Linked DNA regions of Rattus norvegicus: region 2 is linked to region 1. The links are chromatin contacts, called in public Hi-C maps. All regions are on one chromosome and are shown on one strand. Each heading gives the region's core, a stretch centred on a gene start, on an enhancer-like site or on the middle of the called end of the contact. The rest is flanking DNA. Distances are from core to core; before and after follow the strand shown.

Region 1 (5,465 bases), core at 761-3,260:
ACCTCGCTGAGGCAAACAGGGATCTCTCCCCAGCCACTCAGCCCTCCAACCCAGCACCCAAAATCTCCACTCACACTTGCATCCACCCCTAGGCAAATTCACAAGTCCCAAGCTTACTTCCAGGAAAAACAAATGCTCCCACCGTGTTAATGGCAAAAACCACCCTTCCCTTAGCCCTTCCAAAGCTACCAAAATCATATCTATTAACAAACATACTGGATCCTCTCCAAAATCCAATGTGCCTGTTAAACATGTCCCACACCATCCCCCCCTGCACCCCCTAGGCTTTCTACCCTGGGGGCTGGAGTCAAGGAAGTGATGGAGGGTCAAACAGGCCTTGTCTTGGGGGTTGAGGCACAACAGAACAGGATTCCATGTGAGTTTGGCCCCTTAGGCAGTCAACTTAAATGTGGCTCCAGGGGCTAGGACACAAGAATCGCCACTCCCCACCCATCACAAGGAGAGAAATCTCAGTGCCCAGAGGGGGATCAGACTTAAGGTGGCCCCCAGGGAGGGATGAGTCATTCAGGCCTGGCAGCAGGGCCCCCGCAGTCTGCCAGCCCAGTGTTAAGCTCTCCCTGACGTCACATCAGCTGGCAGCACTCAGCCCCCCCTCATCAGCCGTTCTAGGGGCAGGAAGGAGAGGCCAAACTCTGGTCTCCTCCCTGTGTGGGGCAGAAGAGTCTGAGTTTCTCTAGCCCTTCAGCCCATCCTTTTGAAAGGGTGAAATGAGGTAGGGTCTGTACCTCGTTTCGGGAGGCAGCGGCACGATGAAGAGGGGTCAGCCACAGTGTGTCCTTAGCGTTGACATTAGCACCTGTGTGGACACAATTTCCTATTTTGTTGGGATTTGAGGAGGGGGAGGGAAGGAAACCAATCATCAGAATGGGGAACATGAACGGACAGAAAGCCATTCTTGGACCAAGCACCAGCAATCAATCCTCGGATCTAAAGAGACTTCTCCCCTCCCTAGGTGCCGCACCTCCCAGCTCCCCACTTTCACCTGACATCAGTAGCAACTGGAGGATGGGGACATCGCCTACGTAGGCAGCAGCATGCAATGGGGTTCGCCTCTCTTGGTCCTGGAAAGGCAGAAAGGAGAAGCAGCCGTAGAGAGAAATTATCCTGAACGCCAGTTCAAGTATAAGAACTCTAAGTCCTTCCCTTCCTCTAGGTTCTGCAGGGTCTTAAATCCCAATACCAGGCTTCAAAAGCCAGCATCCTGAGAGGGTGGAGTCAGGGCTACAGACCGAGAAACCTACTCCTTCTTCCAGGAGGGGTGGGGGGCGCTGCAGACCCCGATGGTTAAGAAGAGAACACCGGTTTTCTGGGCATCCCCAGAACCCCATGATCGGTGCTCCATGCCTGACCAACGTTAAATGTGGAGCAGGCTCCCATTTCTGGATAGAAAGAGCTGCAGTTTCATCAGAGGAGAAACGGAGCCGCCCCACTTGTGGGGAGGGGTCCCGAACACGGGAGCCCGGATTCCGGCTCGCCATCCTCTCTGCTCCCAACTCACCAGTACATTGATGTTCTCCTTCTGCGAGAGGAGGGAACGCACTTCCTCCACATCTCGGCTAAAGATGGCCTGGACCAGGGGCGGCTGCAGGGAGAACCAGCTTTCAGGGAGCGGGCCCGAGCCACAGAGGAACCGGGAGGTGGGGGAGCACACAGGTTGGAGGGGGGCGTCGCTGGAGGGGCTCCGCTTCAGGGGTCCTGGCTGCAGCGGATTCTGGCCATGCCCCCACCGGTCGCCAGGCCCCCAAGGACACCCGCTCCGAGGAGGGGAGCACGGCATGGGGCGCGGCGGGAGCCGCGGGAACCCCGGGCTCGGGCCCAGCCTAGGCCGCACATCCCCGGGCTCGCGTGGCGGCGGCGCCGGGGCCTGGAAAGAGGAAGTGGGGAAAGGCGGGAGGGCTGACCTGGTCCGTGATGCTGAGGATCCCCATGGCCCGGCCCAGGCTCCGTCCGCATCGAGCTCGCGGCGGCGGCGGCGGCGGCAGCGGCAGCGGCGGCGGCGGCTCCACCGGGGACACGGGGCGGCCCAGGCGGCGGCTGCGGCGGCGGCTGCGGGGAGAGGGCGGCCCCGCCTACCGGGGGGCGGGCGAGCGGGAGCCCGCAGCGCTCCCTGGCGGCGAGCCTTGGCCGGGCCTCGGGGTGCTCGCTGTCCTCACTGGCTGCCCAGGCCTCGGCGCCCTCGCCCCGCGCCAGGACTGCTAGGGCGGCCGGGGTTCGCCCTGCTCCGCGCGCGGGCTCCTCGGCTCTGCCAGCGAACTACGCTGTGCCCTCCGCTGCAGCCGGGCGGCCGGAGGGATCCTCCGCAGGCCCATGGCTCGAAGTCGTGTCTCGCTCCCCCAGTGACTCCGGAGCTCAGGACCAAAACAGTCGGTCGGCTAAGAGCTCACCCAGGCCACAATGCACCGGCAGAGCGGACGCCTTGCGGCCGCCCTCACTCCCCGAAGTCCCCCAGAGAGAGTAGTAACTCGGAGTGTGGCGACCCAAGGTTTACACACGGCCCCAGAACCAGTCTCCACTGGGTAGAAAGAAAATAGCACGATTGCTACGCTGCAGAGAAATCCCAAGAAAGACCCCTGCTTCAGGAAACCTCAGCGAAGAGCAGGACACTTGGCAGCTGGAGAAGGCCTGTAAGCCCAACTCCATAATTACTCCTGCCAGGTTAGGGTAATAACTGCTTCCCCCCCCCCCCCCCGTAAAAAGGCGGTAGAAAGGACCTCCCCCTCATCCATTGGAGAGGTCAAAAGAGGCAGCCAATCAGGGACAATTGGCAGAGGAGAAAAGAAAAGTGAAGATTGATAATGGGTATAATTTTAAAAGATGCTGTAGAGCCAGGCATGAATCATGTATAAGATTCCCGCGCTCTGGAAGCTGAGGCAGGAGGATTGTGTGTTCAAGAACTGTCCTGGCTACGTAGTGAGCCCGAGTCTATCCTATCTTCCTTTGCGTTGCTATGATAACGATGACCAAAAACGAAGAGAAGGAAAGGGTTTAGTTCTTCTTACATTTCCAGGGCACAGTCCATCCTTGAGAAAAGATGGGCAGAAACTCAGACGTGGAAGCAGAGCCTAGGGAGGAGTGCAGCTTTGCCTGCTCACGTTTAACCAGATTTCTTAATCTAAATCCGGACCACCTACCTAGGGATGGTACCACCCACAGTGAGCTGGGCCCTCCTACCTCAATTAGCCTACCAGAAAGTGTTGGAGCTGGGTAGGTGGTTCAGGAGTTGAAGAGCACTGACCACCCTTCCAAAGGGCCCAAGTGTAATCCCCAGCATCCACTTAACAACTGAGAGCGGGTTGTAACTCCCAATTCCACAGATTTTGGTGGCTAAAACATCCATACGTGTAAGATAATAAAGGTAGTTTTCACAGGTGAAGGCAATTTTTTAAATTTTTATTTATTTGTCATTTATTTATTTATTTGTTTATTTATTTTGAGACAGGTTCTCACTATGTAGCTTGCTGTCCTGGAATTCACCATAAAACCAGGCTGGTCCAGACTGGAGCGATGGTTCAGTGGTTAAGAGCACTGACTGCTCTTCCAGAGGTCCTGAGTTCCAATCCCAGCAACCACAGGGTGGCTCACAGCCATCTGTAATGGGATTCGGTGCCCTCTTCTGGTGTGTCTGTAGATAGCTTCACTGTACTCTTAAAAAGATATATTAAAACAAACAAACAAACAAACAAAAAACAAACCAGGCTGGCCTGTAAACCCCAAAGATGCTCCTGCCTCTGCCACCCTAGGGTAGGCAACTTTAGACAATTCTTCAGTTGAGGCTCCCCCTTTACAGATTTCTTAGGGTTGTGTCAAGTTAACAGTAAAAACTAAACAGCACTGTCTATAAGTAAGAAGAAAGAAAGAAAGAAAGAAAGAAAGAAAGAAAGAAAGACAAAATGAGCAAATACTCTCCAATAATAATTAATGATAATAATAATAAATTTGAGAGGGAGGCTGGAGAAATAACTCAGCAGTTAAAAGTGCTTGCTATTTATACAGAGAACCAATGTAGGTGCTGACAACTGTCTGTAACTCCGGCTTTTTGGAGATCTAACACCTTTTGACCTCTCCAGGCACTATACACACTTGGTGTCTTACATGCGTGTACAGAAACATTCATACAGATGAAATAAAAAGTATTTTTAAAAAAATTTTTTTTGGTTCTTTGTTTCGGAGCTGGGGACCGAACCCAGGGCCTTGTGCTTCCTAGGCAAGCGCTCTACCACTGAGCTAAATCCCCAACCCTAAAAATTATTTTTAAATAAAATATAAAAGAGGCTAGGGGTCTAAAGCCTAGCATGTGTGAAGGCTCATGTTCAACCTTCCCCACCACATGGGACCCGTTTTGGAGATATACACCTGTCATCCCAGCCATCCAGGAGGCTGAGGCAGGGCAGCTCAAGTTTAAGTGCTGCCTGAGCTGTATACTGTGTTCAGGGTCAGTATGGGCAATTTAGTGAGGCCCTGTCTCAGAAATCAAACGAGGGCTGAGGGGCTGGAAAGGCCGCTTACCCAGCAAGAGCACTCGCAGCTCATGCACACCAGCAGAGTTGGCTCCCAGTAACCACGCTGGGTGACTGAAACCACCTGTAATTCCAAGGGCTCTGATGCCCTCTTCTTCCCCAGCACTCATGTGCCGCACCCTCCTCCAGCTTCCCTCAAACACACACAGAAACATAAATAAAAAGAGGGGCTGGAGAGATGGCTCAGTGGTGAAGAACACTGATTGCTCTTCCAGAGGTCCTGAGTTCAAATCCCAGCAACCACATGGTGGCTCACAGCCATCTGTAATGGGATCTGATGCCCTCTTCTGGTGAGTCTGAAGACAGACACATGTGTACTCATATACATACATACATACATACATCTTTTAAAAATAAATAAATAAAAATGAAACAGCTGGGTGTTAGTGGCATATGACTTTAATCTCAGCACTCAAGAAGCAGAGGAGGGAGGATTTCTGTGAGCTCGAGGCTACCATGGTTTACAAAGTAAATTCTGAGACAATCACGGTTACACAGAGAAACCTAATCTGGAAAAAACAGACAAACAAACAAACAATAAAGATAAAACAGATCTTGACAAAAGGAAAAGAGGGCTGAGGATGAGGTATAGCTAAATGTTAAAATGGTGTGGGTGACCTAAGTTTAATACCCGAAACCCATGTAGCAGAACAGCAGAACTACTTCTGCACACTGTCCTTTAGTCTCTACATGGATGCCACGGCACACAGATGTGCATTCGAATGCTTCTGTGTACACCCAATACCTAAGTAAATAATGTAAAGTTTTTGGTTCTTTTTTTTTTTTCAGAGCTGGGGACCGAACCCAGGGCCTTGCGCTTCCTAGGTAAGCGCTCTACCACTGAGCTAAATCCCCAGCCCTATAATGTAAAGTTTTTAATGAAAGAGTGCTTGCCCAGCATGTTTTGGGCTTGATCCACAGCATTAC
Region 2 (5,465 bases), core at 1,402-3,901, 140 kb before region 1:
CCCTACACGTAAATGTATGGGCCTATTAAGGTCATTGCTATCAAAACAACTACAGTTAGGACCTGAGTCCAGGTCTAGCAAGAACAGCCGTGTTCTTAACCACTGACCCATCTCTGCAGTCCTACAGTAAATCCATTCTTTATTAGAATTTCTGGGGCTGGAGAGATGGCTCAGTGGTCAGCTCAGTGGTTACAAGCATAGACTACTCTTCCAGAGACCCAGAATTCAAATATCATTGTAGATCACAACTCCAGCTCCAGGGGCATCTGATGTCTCTGGCCTTCTCAGGCACCTGCTCTGGCGTGCACGTATCTACACAGACAAGCATATTCATAATAAAATAATAAAAATAAATCGTTAGCAAAATAATGAAAAAACAAGCCACGACTCCTCTATGGGGCTGCCAGAGGATCAGCAGGTAACAGCACTTTCCATGCAAAGCCTGTTCAGGTCTCTTTAGAGCCTAGGGTGGAGGGACCAAGTCCTGAAGGTTGTCCTCTGAGCTCTACACACACACTCCCTGTAAAGAGAACCAGCTCCAGAAAGTCATCCCTGACCTACACACATACCCCATGTAAGATATAAAATTAAGAATTAAAAGAGGGGTTGGAGATTTAGCTCAGTGGTAGAGCGCTTGCCTAGCAAGTGCAAAGCCTTGGGTTCGGTCCCAGCTCCGAAAAAAAGAAAAAAGAGAAAAAAAAAAAAAGAATTAAAAGAGGCCAAGCTTGGTGGTGTCTACATTTAATCTAAGCACCTGGAGGGAGAGGCAGTTGGATTTCCCTAAGTCTGAAGCCTACGGTCTACATAGTGGAAGCAACTTTGAAAGTTGTGTGTATCACAGGGTACATGGGGAAGTCCGAGGACTACTCAGTTCATCATGTGTGTCTGGGGTGATGAACTTGGGTCATCAGGCTTGGTGACATGTGCCTTCCTCCAGTGAGCTGTTCTACCGCCCTTTATCTTTCGAGAGAGAGTCTTGCTGACGGTGGAACTTGCTAATTAGGCTAGACTGGCAGGGTAGCAAGCCCTAGAAATCCTCCTGTAAGCTTGGGATGTAGGTTCGTGCTGCCACACTCATGTGTGTGCGTGTGCGTGTTGGGGGTGGAAAGCATGGGGTCAAAGTTCAACCTTGAGATGTCAGTACTCACCTTTCTGCTTCTGAGGCAGGATCTCTCTGCTGCTTCATAAGCCAGGTTAGTTGGCCCAGGAGCTTTTGGAGAGCCTCCTATTTCCACCTTCCACTTCCTGAAGGTGCGCAGTGAGAAATCGAATGCCTGAGCTATGGTGTCTGGCTTTTACAGAGGGGGTGGCGGGGATCCGAACTCAGGCTAGTGGGCTTGTGGGGCAATGGCCTTTACCCACTGAGAGATTTTGTTTGTGGTTGCTGGGGATTGAATTAGGTCCTCATGCTTGGGCTATACAGATAGAGCTGTCTTCCCAGCCCGCCCTTTCAGCCTTCCCTCCTTTCTGTATCCCCCCTCCCCTTTGTTTTGTTTTATTTTATTTTTTGCTATTTATCTCAGGCTGCCTTGACCTGCTGGCCTTATGGCTGTGAGCCATCCTGCCTGTCAGCATTTTAGTGTCTTAGAAATTCCCAAGTGTGCTGGCTAGTTTTATATCAACTTGACACGGGCTAGCGTCCCCTGAAAGGAAGGAACCTTGACTGAGACGATCCCTCCATTCGCTCTGTAGGCAATCCTGTAGAGCATTGTCTTAGTTGATTGATGGGGGAAGGACCCGCCAATGGCCTCTGCATCAGTTCTTACCTCCAGGTTCTATCCAGGTTTCCGCACCTGCCTGGACTTCCTTCAGCGATGGACTATGTAAGTCAAAGAAATCCTTTCCTCCCCGACCTGATTTTGGTCAGCATCAGGAAATATTGGAAAATGTAATCGCCGCTGCAGTTGAACACTCCCCCTCTTTAGCCTTAATAAATCCTCTATGATAGAGATGACTATCTCGGAGATTCTAAAATAAAAAGAAAATCTCACTTATCTACTGCTTTTCTCCCCTCTCCCCACTTCTTCAAGATTGGAGTATTAGAATTCTAATGTTCATGCTCCAGCTGTCGCAGACTCGTTCTCTTTCACGGACATGGTAGGGGGATGAGAACAGGACAGATAGGGACACTAGACAGGTTGGTCATTCTAGGCTTTCGTTCTAAATCGAGTGATTTCCCTAACGTTTTGCAAGGGCAGCCAGTTAAAAACTCAAAGAATATTCTTAGAGGCAAAACCGAGCGTTCTCTGGGTACCAAACGTTGGAGAGTTGACAAAGAATATGTAAGATTCAGACCAAACTCTTCCAGACCATCTGAACGCGTGGAAAGAGAAAAACCCCCAACACTAGCTCACTCTGAACTCAGTAATTAGAGTAGCGGCTCTGCATGACGTAACTCCACAGGCGCTCCAATCCCACGTGGGAGGAGCAGCTGCTCCCGCCCCTTAAGTGGGACGCCACGCCCCGTTCTCTCCCCGACCAGTCAAACACTGCCTTTTGGTTTCTTTCCCCCTTTTCCCGCCATCCAGCCCTCCCATCTTGACCCTCTGGTCCAATCACGGAGGCCCTGCCATCCCAAGTCCTCTCTAGCTTCCCAAGTCTACGCGGCGGGCGCAGCCCCAACAGGCAGGGGCGGGGCGGGGCTTGAGGTCCCGGGGGAGCACCATATATTACTGGGGGGAGCCGGAGCAGACACTGAGCTGCCTGCAGCTGCTCGGGCGGGCACTCCTAGAAGCCGCCCCATGGAGCGCTCCCCTGAAGAGGGCGCCGGCCCCGAGCCCTCAGGGCAGTCCCCGGCCACGGACTCCACGCGGGAGCGGGACGGGGGCTCTGGGGTCCCACCTGCCGGCCCAGGTGCGGCGAGCGAGGCCCTGGCGGTGCTGACTTCCTTCGGACGCCGCTTGTTGGTGCTGGTGCCGGTGTACCTGGCAGGGGCAGCGGGTCTTAGCGTGGGTTTCGTGCTTTTCGGCCTCGCCCTCTACCTGGGCTGGCGCCGGGTCCGCGACGGGAAAGAACGGAGCCTGAGGGCAGCGAGGCAGCTGCTGGATGACGAGGAGCGGATCACGGCAGAAACGCTTTATATGAGCCATCGGGAACTACCTGCCTGGGTGAGTTACCACGTCAGCCCTTGGTGCAGTACAGCTCTTCCCAGCCCCTCAGCTCGGGCTCTGCCTCCCTACGAAGTCAGCTCCCCGACTTAGGGCAGCGGCCCCCAGACTTTCCATCGTCCCGTTAGCGCTTGTTTGCTGGGACTCACCGCTCCAGGACGGCCACCCACTCTCCCCGCCCACCCGTGCCGCAGAGCGGATCCTTCCACGGAATCGGGACTTCCTCGGTCTCCTCGGACTACAGCAGTCCGTCTGAGCTGGCGCTCCCAACCAAGCGTGTAGACTGCTCGCTCCTCCCGACTTTTGGTGCCACTCGCGCCTTTGCCGCGCAGCCTCTGGGGATCCCTCCACCCCACCCCCCTTGATGGCTCAGAGGTTCCCTCGCCTCTGCTAGAGCTTTCAAGGCTTTTTATCTACTTAAGGGCATAAGGGTTTTCCGCTTCCTGCCTTGTCCCTAGGTACCCGCTGAGACCCAGCCCTGCAAGCATTGTTCCGCTGAGTCCCAGCACCTGGGAATGACCTACCACAGTCGCCTTCCAGCCTCTAGCTGGCCGGGCTGCTAGACTAAGGGAGGAGGTTCTGGGAAGAGGGTAGCTCGGGCTGCTGTAGTTCCCGCTGCTCCTTTTGACTCGCACCCTGGCGGCCCCACCCTTTTCCGGACTGTGGGCAGCCTTCGCTCGCTTGCTCAGCTGACCCAGGCCCTTATTACTACACCCTGTCTCCTGAGCTGAAACAGAAGCCTCTCCCTGACCTTGCTAAGCTGAGCGTGTTTCCAGCCCCTTTGGGTACCCTCCCTACTCTTCTCACTTAGAGGTGCCAGTTAGGTAGAGAGAGGCTAACACCAGTCACACTTGCTGTGCCCTGGAGAGAAAAAAAAAAGGAAGAGATGGTTCTATGTACCCTAAGCAGTAACTGTAATTGCTACTCCTTCTCATTGGGATCAATCCAACACCTCCCCACCTCAGTGCAGAGCACAGGTGCCCTTTCCCACTCAGGAAGAGAGAGAAAGGAGGTAGGGAGGAAAGGAAGGAGGGGAGAGAGACAGTGCGGAGGCTTGCGCAGGCACCAGCGCACCAGCGCACAGGCCTAAGTCTCTTCCTGGCCGACTCTAGGTTATCAGGGCTGGCTTTCTTCTTCTTCATCTTCTTATACTGGAGCCCACGCCCAGTCCTAGGGGAGCAGGGAAGGCTGGACAAAGGAACTAGGACTACTCGATCCCAGGTCCCCAGGGCTCTGATTTGACAGGATCTCCTCCTGAAAGAATGTGTCCTTCTCAAGGCTCCTCCCCTCCCCCTCTTCTCCTTTGCCCCAGAAGCTGCCATTTCGCATCTCAGAGCTATCTGAAGCATCTCTATGTGGCCCCACATCCTACCTGCTCCCCTTATTAAAGAAGCTTCAGTGTCCCCAAATACTAAGGAGAGAATTCTCCCACCCCCAGGATTGCGTCCTTAAATCTGTATTAGAACCTTTCTCTTACTGGGCGTGGTGGCGTGTCTTTAATCCTAGCACTTGGAGGCAGAAGCAGGTGGATTTTTCTGAACTGTAAGACTGCCTGGTCTATATAGTGAGTTCCAGGTCAGCCAGAGCTACATAATGAAACCCTATCTACAAACAAATGGAGAAAGCAACTTTTTTCCCCTTTGTTTAACCCATAGTCTCATACAGCCCAGGCTTGCTTTGAACTCCCTGCTGTCTTGCCTTTACCTACCAAGTGTTGGCATTATAGGTTTGTGTCCCCACGGCCAGCTAAAACCTTCTCCCAATAAACTCAAACTTTGTTTTTGTTTTTGTTTTTTTTTTTTTTAAAGAGGGGGGTAGAGAGATGATGGCTCTTCCAGAGGTCCTGGGTTCAATTCCCAGCACACACATGGCAGCTCGCTCACACTGCCTGTAACTCCCGATCCAAGGGATCTGACACCTTCACACAGACATACATGCAGGCAAAACACCAGTGTACATAAAATAAGTCATTAAAACAAAAAAGGTGGTGGGGGGAGGGAGGGAAGAAACCTCAGCACCCCAGCCCTGGGTATGAGGACCCCTGTCGTACAGACGCGTTCATCCCAGGAGCCTCTTAGGAAGCATGGATACCAAGTGTACTCATCACTGTCTCTGCCCTCTCCACGTCAGGTCAGCTTCCCAGATGTGGAAAAGGCGGAGTGGCTGAATAAGGTGAGGACTGTGTCAGTTTTGATTTTTCCTGGGTGGGGTTTATTCCCCTTTCAATGCCTTTCCACACTCCCGTTTCGGCATAGTCCCCAGAGCTGCCCATGGGACGAGTCTGAGGGGCTGTGTCTCCATGCCCACACCGGGCTCTGGACACTGAGCCCAAGGTGGCCTCAAATGATGCTCCCGCTG

Evidence for each region. A called contact is a pair of places that touch in the nucleus more often than the background predicts.
Region 2: a contact with region 1 is called in a Hi-C map of kidney, with 1.8 times the contacts expected there. The contact joins the promoter of Esyt1 here to the promoter of Ankrd52 in region 1. A contact is called at or near these places in 2 of 12 Hi-C or Micro-C datasets (kidney and mammary epithelial cells).

What each region holds. Positions count from the first base shown.
Region 1 is chr7:1,387,917-1,393,381 of GRCr8, reverse strand. Ankrd52 (ankyrin repeat domain 52) reads right to left here and starts at 2,010. Exons shown (of 28, transcript NM_001191875.1): 1 at 1,923-2,010; 2 at 1,520-1,603; 3 at 1,004-1,082; 4 at 747-817. The coding sequence starts at 1,949.
Region 2 is chr7:1,527,918-1,533,382 of GRCr8, reverse strand. It overlaps Esyt1 (extended synaptotagmin 1), which reads left to right and starts at 2,651. Exons shown (of 31, transcript NM_017249.2): 1 at 2,651-3,107; 2 at 5,238-5,279. The coding sequence starts at 2,742.